Regions from separate parts of the Mus musculus genome. Here region 1 is linked to region 2. A link is a contact called in public promoter capture Hi-C data. All regions are on one chromosome and are shown on one strand. The core of a region is the stretch at or near the end of the contact, and the rest is flanking DNA. Distances in the headings are between cores, read along the strand shown.

What was found. Promoter capture Hi-C pulls out the DNA fragments that hold promoters and counts their contacts.
Region 1: a promoter capture Hi-C map of macrophages shows a contact between it and region 2, with 9 read pairs. The contact joins the promoter of Siglecg here to the promoter of Siglecf in region 2. A contact is called at or near these places in 7 of 39 promoter capture datasets (the C10 cell line, the HPC-7 cell line, HPC-7-derived erythroid cells and 5 more), 3 of 15 datasets of contacts at CTCF or cohesin (CD8 T cells, the NIH/3T3 cell line and pro-B cells), 12 of 484 Hi-C or Micro-C datasets (the C10 cell line, ECoMG-derived neutrophils, the HPC-5 cell line and 9 more), 6 of 115 datasets of contacts at active chromatin or transcription factors (CD8 T cells, the HPC-7 cell line, effector CD8 T cells and 3 more) and 4 of 9 other capture datasets (adipose tissue, bone marrow-derived macrophages, liver and 1 more).

Annotation. Positions count from the first base shown.
Region 1 is chr7:43,406,756-43,413,604 of GRCm38.p6, reverse strand. Siglecg (sialic acid binding Ig-like lectin G) reads right to left here and starts at 5,325. Exons shown (of 12, transcript NM_172900.3): 1 at 5,235-5,325; 2 at 5,006-5,099; 3 at 4,497-4,874; 4 at 4,084-4,362; 5 at 3,049-3,096; 6 at 2,399-2,662; 7 at 2,144-2,191; 8 at 1,786-2,043; 9 at 1,431-1,715; 10 at 1,086-1,173; 11 at 879-990. The coding sequence starts at 5,045.
Region 2 is chr7:43,349,922-43,357,176 of GRCm38.p6, reverse strand. Siglecf (sialic acid binding Ig-like lectin F) reads right to left here and starts at 5,836. Exons shown (of 10, transcript NM_145581.2): 1 at 5,757-5,836; 2 at 5,593-5,653; 3 at 5,168-5,530; 4 at 4,731-5,009; 5 at 4,508-4,555; 6 at 1,950-2,201; 7 at 1,548-1,850; 8 at 1,178-1,277; 9 at 741-876. The coding sequence starts at 5,629.

The sequences.
Region 1 (6,849 bases), core at 4,076-6,575, 57 kb before region 2:
TACCTAGGGTTTACTAAGCTCTCAATTAGGGCCACAGACTCCTCTGAATATTTTACAGATGCAATATATAAAAATACATAATATATTATATTTAATTATTATATAATTATTAAATAATATTAAATAATATTATATAATAAAATAATATATTATAAATTAGATTAGTATATTAACATGTAGCTACTATATTAATATATATAATCCCAGGAGGCAGGCATCACTATTAGCCCACTATTAGAGTTGAGGCACAGAGAAGTTCAATGACTTCTTGAAAGCATGTGATAATGAACAGAAAGGGAAGGGACAGGCATATGAGCCCAGCCAGCGGACTTTGAGACCTGAATTTAATCCGTAGGAAGCACCATTTCACAAGGATGTTAGTAATTATTCTTTAGGGCTGAGGATGTTCTGTGGTACAGCACTTGTCTAGCATCCACCAAAGAGGTGCAGGAAGTGTGGTTCAGTGGTAGAGTACCTGCCTAGAATCCCTAAGTGAGGGGCTAGGGGTATGGGTCAGTAGTAGAGTACCCACCTAGAATCCCGCAGTGAGGGGATGGGTGTACCAGGAATGTTCATGGCTCTGGGTTCTATTGCCAGCACAGTAACTACAGATCAAGTAGTTACACATAGGCAGTCATGGCCTTGGTGGTGACGATAAAGGAAGCAAAGTAAGCTAAGTGCTGGAGAGAGTTCCTCCAACTTGGGAACAGAAGATGTGAAGACTCAGAGGGAGCCAGGATTTGGACTTAATCTAGGATGCTTTTTTTTTTTTTTTTGCACCTTTGTATCTCTAAAGCATGGGTATCAGAGGGCTAGGGAAGGGATATGTGCAGAATTAGCAAGGCAATGTTAGTTTGGAAGTACAGTTGGCAACTCACCAGGGACCTGGTCTTGGGGACCACATTGATGTAGTCCAGGATCGTGCTGCCCCGGGAGAGCTTGGGCCTGGAGGGTTCCTCCTGGGTTCCTTTCTTCTGGAGGGTCTTCACGCTGAGGGAATAATCGCCACCTTGCTAATACTGTTCCACCTGCCCTCTCCCAGGAGGTGCATATCCCAGCCCCCTTATTAGCTTCTTCCAACTCACATGACCACGATGAGGCACAGGGCAAGGAGGGCTGTGATGCCAAAGCCCAAAACTGCTCCCTTGGAGAATGCTGTGGCACTGTCTTTATCTGAAAAGGAATGGGCATATCCTATGTGTGTGCGGTCTTATTTTCTACTGCACACTGCGCCTAAGCTTCTTCCCGTTTCCCTCTAGAAAACATGACTGCATTCTGGGCCGGAAATCCTGCCTTCCCTTCTGCTCCTCTTCACACCGACCTAGGCCATGGCCCTTACCCTCCCAGACTTCGCTCTAACCACAGAGCCCTACCTCCTGCCCTACCAAGCCCCTCCATAGCGAATCTTAGTCCCAAAAGGGGTCCTTTACCAGGTAGCAGCAGGACAGAGGTGGTCTGGGCTCCATGGGTGTTCCAGGACTCACAGCTGAGCCAGAGGCTGGGCCCCAGCTCCTGAAGGAGGCTCAGGGAGCTGTTGACCCAGGGTCCAAGTGAGCTGAAAGTGACTGTGAAGGAGGCATTGCTGCTGTTCCCCTCCAGCAGCCCCTCCCCCAGCCGCCAGCGCAGGGAGGGGGCAGGCCAGGCTCTGGAGGAGCAGTTGCAGTGCAGACCCTTGGCCTCCCAGGAGCAGGAGGGGCTGGACATCTGGGGCGGGTCTGTGGAGGAGGAGAATGGTCAGCAGCTGGGCCCTCATCACAGATCCCCAGTGTCCCTTTGCCTACTCACAGTGCACAGAGAGGCTCAGAGAGATGCGCTGGGCACCCAGTGGGTTCTGTGCAGCACAGGTGAATTCTCCTTCATGTTCTCTCTGGACCAGAGGCAGCTCCAGGACCCCAGGCTCTGAAGACTGGATTGGGATCAGGGTCTGTGTCACCCAAGCCCAACTCACATTGGCTGGGGGATTGCTATAGGTGACACAGACTAGGCACAGGCTTTGGCCCTCCAGGACTGGGAGGGAGATGGCATTCCTGAGGATTTCCAACACTGGGGGAGAACAGAAGGCAGAGTTGCCAGGTGGCCCATCAACTGGGATGCCTCCCATTCCCCACGCAGATGCCCAGCTTCCTCTGTCCATCGTTTCTACCTGTCCTGTTTGCTTGGGAAACAGTCACTCTCAGGTCCTGTGGGGGGTCTGCAATGAAGACAGGGAACTGGCTCCAGACAGGCCAGGGCCTTCTCCCTGGGCAGAACATCCCTCCCAGGGATGGAAGCTGTGGGTGGGTGGGTGCATCACTCATTGGGTCCCCAACACAAGCTGCACAGTAATCTGACTGTTTATAGCCTGATGTTACTCCTTTGTCCTTCTTGGGACCAGGAACCTTTGGTAGATCATACTCACACAGCACAGAGAGGTCCAGGGTATGTTGCTGGGAGCCCAGCCTATTCTCTGCTTGGCAAGTGTAGTGTCCAGAGTCCCCAGCTTTCACCCAGGGCAGCTCTAGTGCCAGGGTTCTCGACCCCACAGGGCTAGACCAAGAAAGGACTTGGTCCTCTAGGACCCAGCTCAGTGTAGCAGGGGGCTGGCTGTCAGCAGTACAGAGGAGGCGAAGAGACTGGCCTTGCTGAACTTCCAGATGTGAAGGATTCTCATGCAAGTCTGGGACTAGAGAGACACACACCGCAGAGAGAGGATGAGATGGACAGTGATAGAGAGAAAAGAATGAAGAGAGAAACAGACAAAAATGAGACAGAGAAACAGAGGAAGGATGAAGGTAGAGAGAGAGAGAGATGGTTATAGACATAGAGATAGACACAAAGACGGAGACAGACAGACAGACAAATACATACACACAGAGACAGACAGACAGAGGCATAAAGATAGATAAAGAGGGGCAGAGAGACAGACATAAGGAAAGGGAGAGGGAGCAAGATGGAGGGTAGGGAGAAGCAGTAAAAAGAGTTCCAACCTGCCCCTTCCCCCCTCCCCAGACTTTTCATTTCCCAAAAAGGAATGGACCGGCCCTATAAGACCCCAGGAGACCAACGTACCTGATACATTGTCATGGAAAATGCTGATAGCAAGAGATCTGGGGGCATCTGGGAGAAGATTTGTGAGCCAACTTCAGAGGGGAATGCTTTGTTCCTCATGAGAAGTCCCTCAGGGAAAGAAAAGCACCACTATCCCAGAGAAGGCACGAGACCAACCAGAAATGAAGCAACCATCGCCTCTCAGGGTACAGGCACACCCGGGATGGTGTGCCCTCCTCCGCTTGATTTTGAATGTATGTGGTGGACATGCCATGTGTGTATGGATGCACACATGTGCACATAAGTGTGTGGGGGAGCCAGGTACCTTCCTGAATCACTGTCTACATTGTTTAAGGAGGCAGGGTCTTTCATTGAACTCAGAGCTTGCTAATTGGGTAGCCAGTCTAGCTAGCTCACTTGCCTTGGGGATCACTTGTCTCTGTCTCCCAAAGTGATGAGGTTACCAGTGGGGCTACCATGCCTGACTCGCTTTTATGCATGCTCTGAGGGTTCAAATCCCATTCTCCACACTCGTGTGTCAAACTCTTTTTTTTTTTTTTTTTTTTTTTTTTTTTGAGACAGGGTTTCTCTGTGTAGCCCTGGCTGACCTGGCACTCACTCTGTAGACCAGGATGGCCTCAAACTCAGAAATTCGCCTGCCTCTTCCTCCCAAGTGCTGGGACTAAAGGTGTGCACCACCGCGCCTGGCTGTGTGTCAAACTCTTTATCAGCCTACTCATCTCCCCAGCAACCTTTGCTCCATTTATACAAGATCATGGATTCTATCATGTATATATGTTACATAGCCAAGGATAACCTCGAACTCCTGATCGTCTTGCTTCTCTCCCTCCTAAGGGTTGGAGTATAGATGTGCAACCACCACCTCCCGTATATGTGCTGCTGAGGATGGAACCCAGGGCCTCGTGCATGCTGGGCAAGCACTCTACCAACTAAATGACATCCCCACCACACCTCCGTGAACCCTCCTGAGCATGGAGTTGGGGAATTCTCTACCTCCTACCACCAGGACAGCCCAAAGCACCATACCATACTCACAGGCCACTCTTAGTCGGACAGTCCTTTGTGTGCTCATTCTAGAGAAGTCCAGCTGACATGTGAGCTCAGTATCATGGTGTTGAAGTCCTGGGATAAAGCTCAGAACTGAGTAATTGGATGTGTGCGGTCTGCTTTCTTGGAAGGAGACAGCATCCCCCATCCAGGAGAAAGAAGGAGCTGGGCATTGGTTGAAGGTCCAGGAAAACAAGCAGACAACGGTCACTGGCTCCCCAGGCTCCAGGACCTCAGGAATGAAGATATCTGGCTTCTGAGTCAGGGCTAAGGGAGAGGATACCAATCCTGTGACTCCAGCGGCTCCTCCCAGAAGTAGTCTTCTTTGCATCACAGTTTATCTTCCACTGTCCCTCCCCCAGTGAGAGACCAAGGTTCCCTGCTATGTCTACAACTCTTACCTTCCACTTGTAGCCTGAACTCCTCCTTGAAACTGAATCTCTCAAATCCTCTCTCCATCCGGAAGAAATAGTTTGTTGAGTCTCCCCACTGAACATCTTTGATTAGCAAGGAACAGTTCTTTTTAGAGATATCCCCCAAGAGCTGGAAGCGCCCTCGGGCTTCCCATTCTAACACTTTATCTTTGTTATTTGTGGCCACTGGAAATGAAAGTGATGGTTTTCTGATGCCTTTGAACCAGTAGCCATAAAGTGGGGAACGGTTAAGCCATTTTCCCTCAGGGGAGGAGAAGGAGCAGGGCACGAAGATGCACAGACCCTCCTGTGCCTTCACAATTCTCTGCACCTGTAGGAAGTAGCTCTCCATCTGACCTTGAGGCCCTGTCGGAGACAGAGGCATAAGCTTTAGCCCCAGCCCCAGCCCCAGCCCCAGCCCCAGCCCCAGCCCCAGCCCCAGCCCCAGCCCCAGCCCCAGCCCCAATTTGAGCCACTCTGGCCTTGGACCCACTCACCATCCAACAGGAAGGACAGCAGGAACAGCAGCAGTGACATCGTGGCCTTAGGGGGATCTTGGACTTGCACAAGTTGGCCTCCTTCTCAGCTGGTCTGTGTTTGATTGGAGTGAGAGAGGAGGGGAAATGTAGGCGGAAGCTGAGCCCTGGGTACCGGTGCAAGACAAACTGCAAGTTTCGAGCCCATTGCATCTCCCTTTCCCTCCACTCCCTTCTCCCCCATACCCACCTGCCTACTCCATGTTTTATGGAGCATTTGGCCCTTGGACATTTGCAACTGATCCTTCCCAGCCCTCTCTAGTGGCTGGGAGGGAGGGAACAGAGCTATGCCTGGCCTGGGGACCTTGCTGTGGGTGAATATAGGTTGGGGCTTTTCTTTAGATGCTAGGTCAGTAAGAAAGCAGAAGTAAGAGTTTTGGGTGGTGCTTCTTGAAGTGAGTCCTGGTGAGTGCAGGAGAGCGAGACCTCCTGGCTGATGTTCAAATTTAAAAACAAATAGGTAGTCACTATATTTCTTGGTATGAAATGTCTCAAATACTTTGTGAGTACTATTTACACTTAGAAGAGGAGGAAGAAGAGGGGGGAAAGAAAAGGAGGAGGAAAAGATGAAAAAGCTTGGTTTGTATGATGTTCAAATGTAACTGGATATTTCTCACTATGCTTTTTTTTTTTCTTTGCTTCATGCTAAATCAGAAAAATATAGACTGGTCTTCTACCCCTTCATCCTCCCTTGTGAGCTACTGACACTTTGAACTCTAAAAGTACCCACAGGCTTCAATACAATTCAACACAGTTCCCCGCTTGTCCTTCCTCTTCAGTCAGAGAACTGAATTTCCCACTTGTAATTTATGCGTTGATGAGGTTTCCCATATCTGGGGCTGACGATGTTACTAGGAACCAAGCAACCTAAAGGGTGCAAGGTGTGTATGTGTGTGTGTCTGTCTGTCTGTGTGTGTCTGTGTGTATGTGTCTGTGTGTCTGTGTGTGTGTCTGTCTGTCTGTGTGTGTCTGTGTGTATGTGTCTGTGTGTCTGTCTGTGTGTATGTGTCTGTGTGTCTGTCTGTCTGTGTGTGTCTGTGTGTATGTGTCTGTGTGTATGTGTGTGTGTGTGTCTGTCTGTCTGTGTCTGTGTGTATGTGTCTGTGTGTATGTGTCTGTGTGTATGTGTCTGTGTGTATGTGTCTGTGTGTCTGTGTGTCTGTGTGTATGTGTCTGTGTGTATGTGTCTGTGTGTCTGTGTGTATGTGTCTGTGTGTCTGTCTGTGTGTGTCTGTGTGTATGTGTCTGTGTGTCTGTGTGTATGTGTCTGTGTGTCTGTCTGTGTGTGTCTGTGTGTATGTGTCTGTGTGTCTGTGTGTCTGTGTGTCTGTGTGTGTGTCTGTGTGTGTGTGTCTGTGTGTACGTGTCTGTGTCTGTATGTGTATGTGTGTGTGTCTGTGTGTACGTGTCTGTATGTGTGTCTGTATGTGTGTCTGTGTGTGTGTCTGTGTGTGTCTGTATGTGTCTGTGTGTGTCTGTATGTGTATGTGTGTGTCTGTATGTGTATGTGTGTGTGTGTGTGTGTGTGTCTGTCTGTCTGTGGGTGTGTCTGTGTGTCTGTCTTCAAGTTTCCCACAGGCTCCTGTGTTTGAAGCTTGACTCACTGTGGTGCTTCTTTTTTTTTTTTTTTTTTTGGTTTTTTTGAGACAGGGTTTCTCTGTATAGCCCTAGCTGTCCTGGAGCTCACTTTGTAGACCAGGCTGGCCTCGAACTCAGAAATCCGCCTGTCTCTGCCTCCCAAGTGCTGGGATTAAAGGCGTGCGCCACCACAAGCTCATAGAACCTTTGGTTTGGGAGTGAAAGTT
Region 2 (7,255 bases), core at 4,587-7,086:
CTTCTTCTCTGACTTCTTCTTCTCTCTTTCCCTATTGAGGATGGAGCCCAGGTTCTCACACATGCTAGAAAATTAGTCAACAATAGAGCTACATCTCACATGCCTCACTGTTAACTTCCAGCAAGCGCTACAGCTCTGAGCCACACCCCATCCCCTGGGAATCTAACCAAGTGTCCTACCCCTGGGCCACAATCCTATAGAGTCTATGCAGACATTCTACTTCTAAGCTACATCCCTGTTTCTCACTACACAAGGCAAGTGCTCTACTGATGAGCCACACTTGAGCTCTCTTTTCACATATGAGTTTATAAGGAGCTCATAAGTCACCCTGGCAGATGGTCAACACTCTTCATCCTCCTGCCTCAGCCTCCTGAGGGCTGAGACTATAGGTCTGTCCTACCATACCCAGCCTGACATTCTATTTCTGTTAGACAACACATATTTGGACTGTAAAGACTCAATAGCTGTGTTTAGAATTCCTTTATGAAAGTTTACTCTGGGCTGATGAGAACAGTGCTGAGGCCAAGGGAAAGACTGTGAAGGCTTGGCAGGAGGTAGCTACGTTGGGAAGAGCTTTGCTAACAGAAACAATGGGCAGGCCTGGGCAAATACCTGTAGCAGAAGAAAGTTGGGGGCAAATGTCAGGTCCCCAGCCTGTGGCTGTGGGAGGAAAGCTGGATAGTAGAGAGATGTTTGAGAAAACAGAAGCTTAGTTTTGATGTGCTGGGCTATCTAAGTACCTGGATTGGGTATCCCAACGCAATGTTGGATGAAGTTATGCTTGCACTATTTATGGTGGAGGCAGGGTTCTTGGCAAGATGGTTGCCTTTCGTAGCTGCTACTTTCAGGGCTGATTTCTTCCTGAGGACCTTCACTCTGGAGAAAAAGATGAGGGTTTTGGTTTTTTTGTTTGTTTTTTGTTTTTGTTTTTTTCAGCTCAGCTAGATGGAATTTGGGACCAGTGAAGACCAAGTACAGGGGCCAGAGATAGAACTACTCTGTGTATTAAAGACCCTCAGTGGATGGGGATCTATATGATTTGAACAGACTGTATCTATACCTGACCAGGTTAGCAGGAGGTTTCTGCTAGTAGCTCATCATCCCACTGGGCTGAGTTTTAGGAATCCTTTAACCAATCAACAGTCATTAGAAGAAGCCTTCACCAAATGAGACTCACGTGAAAAAGATGAGGCAGAGGCAGACAGCAAGCAAGGCCATAAGACCAGCTCCCCAGATGGCCCCCAGGACCGTTCCTCTACTGGTTTCTGATTTGCCTGCTAACAAGAGAGACCTGGGGTGATGAACAGTCTTCCTCCCAAGCAGGCATCTTAGCGTCCAACCTTTTTCTAATCCCTTCCTTGTGAGAATGTCCCCTCCCACTTTGGTCTAGGTCCTTTCCTCCCTATCTTTGTATGTGACTACAGCCTCCTGCACCCAACCCCCCTACCAAGCTAACAGATAGGAAACCACAAACACTAGTCCCATTTTGCTCACTCCCCATGCCATTGTGGAATCTAGACAGAAAGCACTGTTTCTCCACACCTTACCCTGTGAGACCTTTGGGCCTGACACCAGCAAGATAGTGGCTCTCTGAACTCTATTGTCACTCCAAGCTTCACAGCTGAGTCTGTGGTTAGAGCTGAATTCCATGCTGAGGATCAGGGAGCTGTTGGCCCACTGTCCTGCGGAGCTGGACTTAACCGTGAAGGAGCCATTGCTGCTGTTCCCCTCCAGCACCCCCTCCCCCAGCCGCCAGCGCAGGGAGGGGGCAGGCCAGGCTCTGGAGGAGCAGCTGCAGTGCAGACCTTGACCCTCGAAGGAGCAGGAGGGTCCCAGCAGCTGTAGAAGGCCTGGGGAGTGAAACACAAGGAGAGGGATCAGTGGGGATTTCCCAGGCTGTGATCACCATGCCCCCACCCCCACCCCACCCCCATCATTTTCCAACTCACTCCTTATGCTGAGGCTCACAGAGGCTGTCTGAGCACCCTGACTGTTCTGAGCTTGGCAGATGTATTTTCCCTGGTCCTCCAACTCCGCCCGTGGCAGTTGCAGTTCCGCGGGGGTAGAGAGCTGGAAGGGCTTTTGGGTCGGGCGCTCCCAACTCAGCACGGCAGGGGGATTGCTGTCAGCCATACAGACCAGGCTCAGGGACTCACCCTCTTGGATCTGCAGAGATGCTCCACTCTGCAGGACTTTAGTTCCTGAGGAGGCAGACAGAAGACTGAGCTTGGTTGCAGAGGGCATTCTGCCTTTCTCCTCCTTTTTTCTTCTCTCTCTCTCTCTCTCTCTCTCTCTCTCTCTCTCTCTCTCTCTCTCTCTCTCTCTTTCTGCTGGCTGATGGCCTCACACCATAAAGAGTGAAGACAGACAATAGCTCTTAGCAGTGTGAAGCTTATCAGAACCTACCTGGGTCCCACTCTTCCCTCCTGGGCATCTGTCAAGTCAGATGCCCTACTTGCCCTGGTCTCTCAAGAACATCTCACTAAGGCCTGACTCATTCAGCTGCATCCCAGGAGCTCACAGACCTGGGGACAGGTGCCCAAAGCAGGTACCGGCACAGTGATGGGTTTCATGGTGGAGCTATCCTAAAAGCCCAGGGAGATTCCAGGAGGAGGAGGAGGAGGAGGAGGAGGAGGAGGAGGAGGAGTGCTGATAGGGACATGAAGAACAGTGAAGCTGACCAGAGGCAATGCTACAGTGTTCTGTCCACAGTGAGGCAACATCACCCAACGATAGGCAAAGGATCCTGAAACGTCCCTCCACCTGGCAAACAGCTGCCTCCTTAACAGAAATCTCTCTTTAGATGACTTTGGAAATTGTCACAGACCAATAAATACAATTTATTGTTAATATCTTTTCTTTCTTTTTTTTTTGTGAGAGAGGGTCTTGAATATTTCAGGCAGCTTCAGACTCACTATGTAGGTGAGGGTGACTTTGAAGGTGACTTCTAAACCTCTCAAGTTCTCTCTCAAAATCTCTCAGTGTTGGGATTTCAGGCGTGTGATTGCCGTGCTTGGTTTATACAATGCTGGCGATTCAGCCCTGGATTTCTTGCATGCTAGGATAATACTCTATGAACTGAGCCACATTCACAGACTATAAACAGCATAAACACCATAAGAGAGACTCAGTTTCTTGAGCGGATGATAATGTGAATGAAAAATACAGCGACTTCACACATGACATCAGGAGGGTGGGTCTATTTGTTAAGAAAAGATATTGTTCCCGGAAATGTGAATAAGACAAAGTCCATGCTGTGCAGTTTGGCAGTTATGTATGGGAAATACAAATGATCCTCTGTTCTGGGATTTCCTTCCTTAGGAAAAAAAAAATTTGTAGACATGTTCACAAATGTAGAAAGTTTTCATGTAAGTCATTTATTGAATAAAAGGCAAGGACTGCCAGTGTTCTGTCAAGAGATGAGTGGGTAAATGCATTACCATAGCACTAGAAAACCATGGTGTCAGTCATATGTGTGAAGGAGGAAATCTCCAAGAAAACTAAGTTTAAGGAGGGAAAAATTAATTCAGTCCCTTGCCATTGACCGACACATGTATTGTGGCGGTGTGAGTTTGATTGTGGAGGAACTACAAGCATAAGTAAGAATTAGGTTTATAGGAAGGCACAAGAGCTGAGACTCTAGACAACCTCAAACACCTAGGGCAGGCTTTATTTAATCCCAGAGGGTTTCTTTGGGCTACACAGTGATCAGGGAACGGGACTCAGTGATCAGGGAACGGACTCAGAAACACAATGACCAGAGTTCAGTAGGGTGCAGGTTATATACTTCAAGCTGGGGGTTTTGTGGCTAAGGACAGGAAAGAGGAGCCGAATAAGGAAGTTAGCTGCTTTCCTTAGCCAAGCTGTTTTGAAACTGGGGAGGTCCTTGTCTCTTTTTGCACCCACTGGGTGTCTGGGGTTGAGATCAGTTGCTTTGCTTCCGTAATCTCCAGAGAGCTGGCTTCCTGTAACTTTGAGTTCAGTTTGGGGCCTGGCTTTTGAGGGGAGTTAATTTCTTTAGGAACCTCTTTTTAAAAAGTGTCTAGGGTTTAGCTCAGTGGTATAATTCCATCCTGTATAAATAAGTAAAAATTAAAGAATGAACTAAAAATGATAAAATTGCAAAGTGGTGTGTGAAGAAGATGTGTGTGTGTGTATGTGTGTGTGTGTGTGTGTGTGTGTGTGTGTGTGTGTGTGTGTATGTGTATGTGTGTGCATGTATATGGGTGTTTAAATGTGCATGCAAGGATATCTGTGTATGGTCAACCAAGACAGGAGTCATTAGATATCAAGAACTATTATTATTAAATTTTTATATCGGCAGAATTATATTTCACTACAATCCATATATTGGAACCCTGATAACTGATATAATGGGGAGACTGCAGTATATGAGTAAGGGGTGGGGGAATCCTGAGCTTCCTCCTGCCTGAGGTCCAGAATACCTGCTCATCTCCTGCAGAGGCAGTCCCTGTACCCATCCCAGGGAGGAGAAATTTGACTCTACCTGTGTCATCTCCCCAGGACACCCTGATGGTCATCTTCTGTGGAGCATCTGCATAGACACATATGGTTGTTTGCTTTCAGAGGAAAGATGGCTGCAGGTATTCCACCCCATTGGTCTTTTCTCCTCCCACAGTCTTAGCATTCAGGAACCATCACCCAGTTCTAACCCCTCCATCCCACACCCCTAATCTCCCCTCCCCAGAGACCCAGGTCTGGACACTCACAGATGACACTGAGCTGTTGAGTCCTCTCCACAGTAACACCAGTGCCAGGTAAGTTCACCTGGCAGGTGAGGTTGGTGCCATTGTCCTGAGGCCTGGGTGTGAGGTTCAGCTCTGAGGAGAGGGTGGTCCTGTGGCCCAGGGAAGTGAGGGCAGATGACATCCAGGAAAAGATGGGGGGTGTCCCCTGCTCACAGGCCCAGGGCACAGAACAGAGCAGTTTGGTAGAATTGCCAGACACCAGGGTAGATGTGACTTGGATGTTAGGGACCTCAGTCAGAGCTGGACAGAGAGAAATAGAGACACAAGATGTGCTGGGGATCACTATGTATGACCCTATTTCAAGCCAGGCTTCTCTCCCAACCAACCTCATTATGCGGTCTCCAGGGCACCCAAAGGCTTTTAGAACAAGGACCTCCACATATCCCCTCTTCACTTACCTATCACAAGCACAGAGAGCATTGACTTCTGAAAACTGTATTTCACAGAACCATCCAATCTGAAGAAGTACGTCCCTGTGTCGATTTTCTGTGCATCTCTGATGTCCAGGGAGCAATTATGACTATTTTCCTTCCCCATGAGATAGAATCGACCTTGAGCTTCCTTCAGTACTGATCGCTGTGGGTCATTTGTAGCCACTGGAGAGCCGCTGAATATATTGGCCCCCTCCCGGAACCAGTAGCCAAAGACAGGACCTTTGGAATTGGGGTACTGGACTTGGCAGGCTACAAAGACGCACAGGCCCTCCTGCACTGTCACTGAACCAGTCACTGAGAGCGAATAACCGTCCGTAGCCAGGCACCCTGCAAAGAAATGAGGGTTATCTTGGTCCTGTCCCACTAGCCCGGTCCCTGTTCCCACTCACCTGCCCACAGCAGGGGCAGCAGCCATGCCCACCGCATCACACAGTGAAAGGCTCTAGGTTCCTGTGGGTGGCCAGAGAAAGAAAACTTGATCAGTTTGAAGTGGATCCCTGGGGTGAGGGTCACAGGCTTCAATGTCACAGGACTGAGAAGTCGTCCTACTAACCTAGTCCAGGAATGAAGAGAGACAGAGTGACTGACCACAGAGAGGGAACTTTCCACCCACAGGTTATCAGCACTATCAAGGCCCTGGAAAGTAAACACTTCCACTTTTCATGTGTATCATCATGGGAGGCAAAGTCGATGAGGAAGACCCACCCTCCACTCCTGAACTGTAGCATTTGTTTCTCATTTGTTTGTATTAAGAAAGAGGTTAATGCACAGAGGGAACACAGACTGGACCTAGGTCCCCTACCCCATATGTAGCAGATCTGCAGCTTGATCTTCATGTGGGTTCCCCAACAACTGGAACCCTCCCTGAGTCTGTTGCCTGCGTGTGGATCCATTTTCATAACTGGGCCTCCTAGTCTGGCCTCAGTGGAAGAGGATGCACCCAGTCCTGCAGTGACTTGATGCACTGTGTGTGTGTGAGGTGCTGGGGGGCGGAGGATAGTGGTGGTAGGGGTGTGGTATGATACCCAGAGGTCTCTCCTTTCTCAGAGGAGAAGGGAGGATGGGGGAAGAGTCTGTGTGAGTGGGTACAGTGGGTACTGGGAGGAGAGCGGGGCTGATATTGGGATGTAAAATGAATGAATAAATAATTTTTTTAAAAAAGGAAAAGGTTGATGATCAGGGACATGGCTCAGCAGGTAAAGACATTGGCCAGCCACTCACATTGTGGAAAGAATGAACTAACTCTCAAAAGTTGCCCTTTGACCCCCTACTACTGCTTGGTGGCACACTCAAACCGTGGTGGGCAGAGAGAGAGGGGGGGGGGGAATTCAAAATTCAATAGTTGTTTAATGTATAAAGAAGAGGAGGAGACTGGAACTCTAATTGCCTAAATAACTTTTCTGTTGCTGTTATAGAATATCCAGATAAAAGCAACTTAAAAACAAAAATAGTTTCTGTTGGCTCAGAGTTGGAGGTTGCAATCCATTGTGATGGTGAAGGCATGGCTACAGGAGTGTACAGTGGTTGGCCATACTTCACCTTCAGTCAGGAAGCAGAGTGAGAAGTGACGGACTATTCTCAGGTCACTGTATAGTCTAGGATCCTAACCTATGAAACCAGAAGTGGGTGGGTTTCCTCACTTCAGTTAATCTAATCATGATAATCACCCAAGGCATGCTGAGGGCCCATGTCCCAGGCGAGTCTGGACCTCAAGTTTCCAATAGAGGTTAACCACCAGAGACACAGACTTACACAGGGCATCCACAGGAAGACATGGGGCGAAGACTCCCTGTCTTAGTCAGGGTTTCTATTCCCGCACAAACATCATGCCCAAGAAGCAAGTTGGGAAGGAAAGAGTTTATTTGGCATACACTTCCATACTGCTGTTCATCACCAAGGAAGTCAGGGCTGGAACTCAAGCAGGTCAGAAAGCAGGAGCTGATGAGTAGGCCATGGAGGGATGTTCCTTACTGGCTTGCTTCCCCTGGCTTGCTCAGCCTGCTCTCTTATAGAATCAAGACTACCAGCCCAGAAATGGCACCACCCACAAGG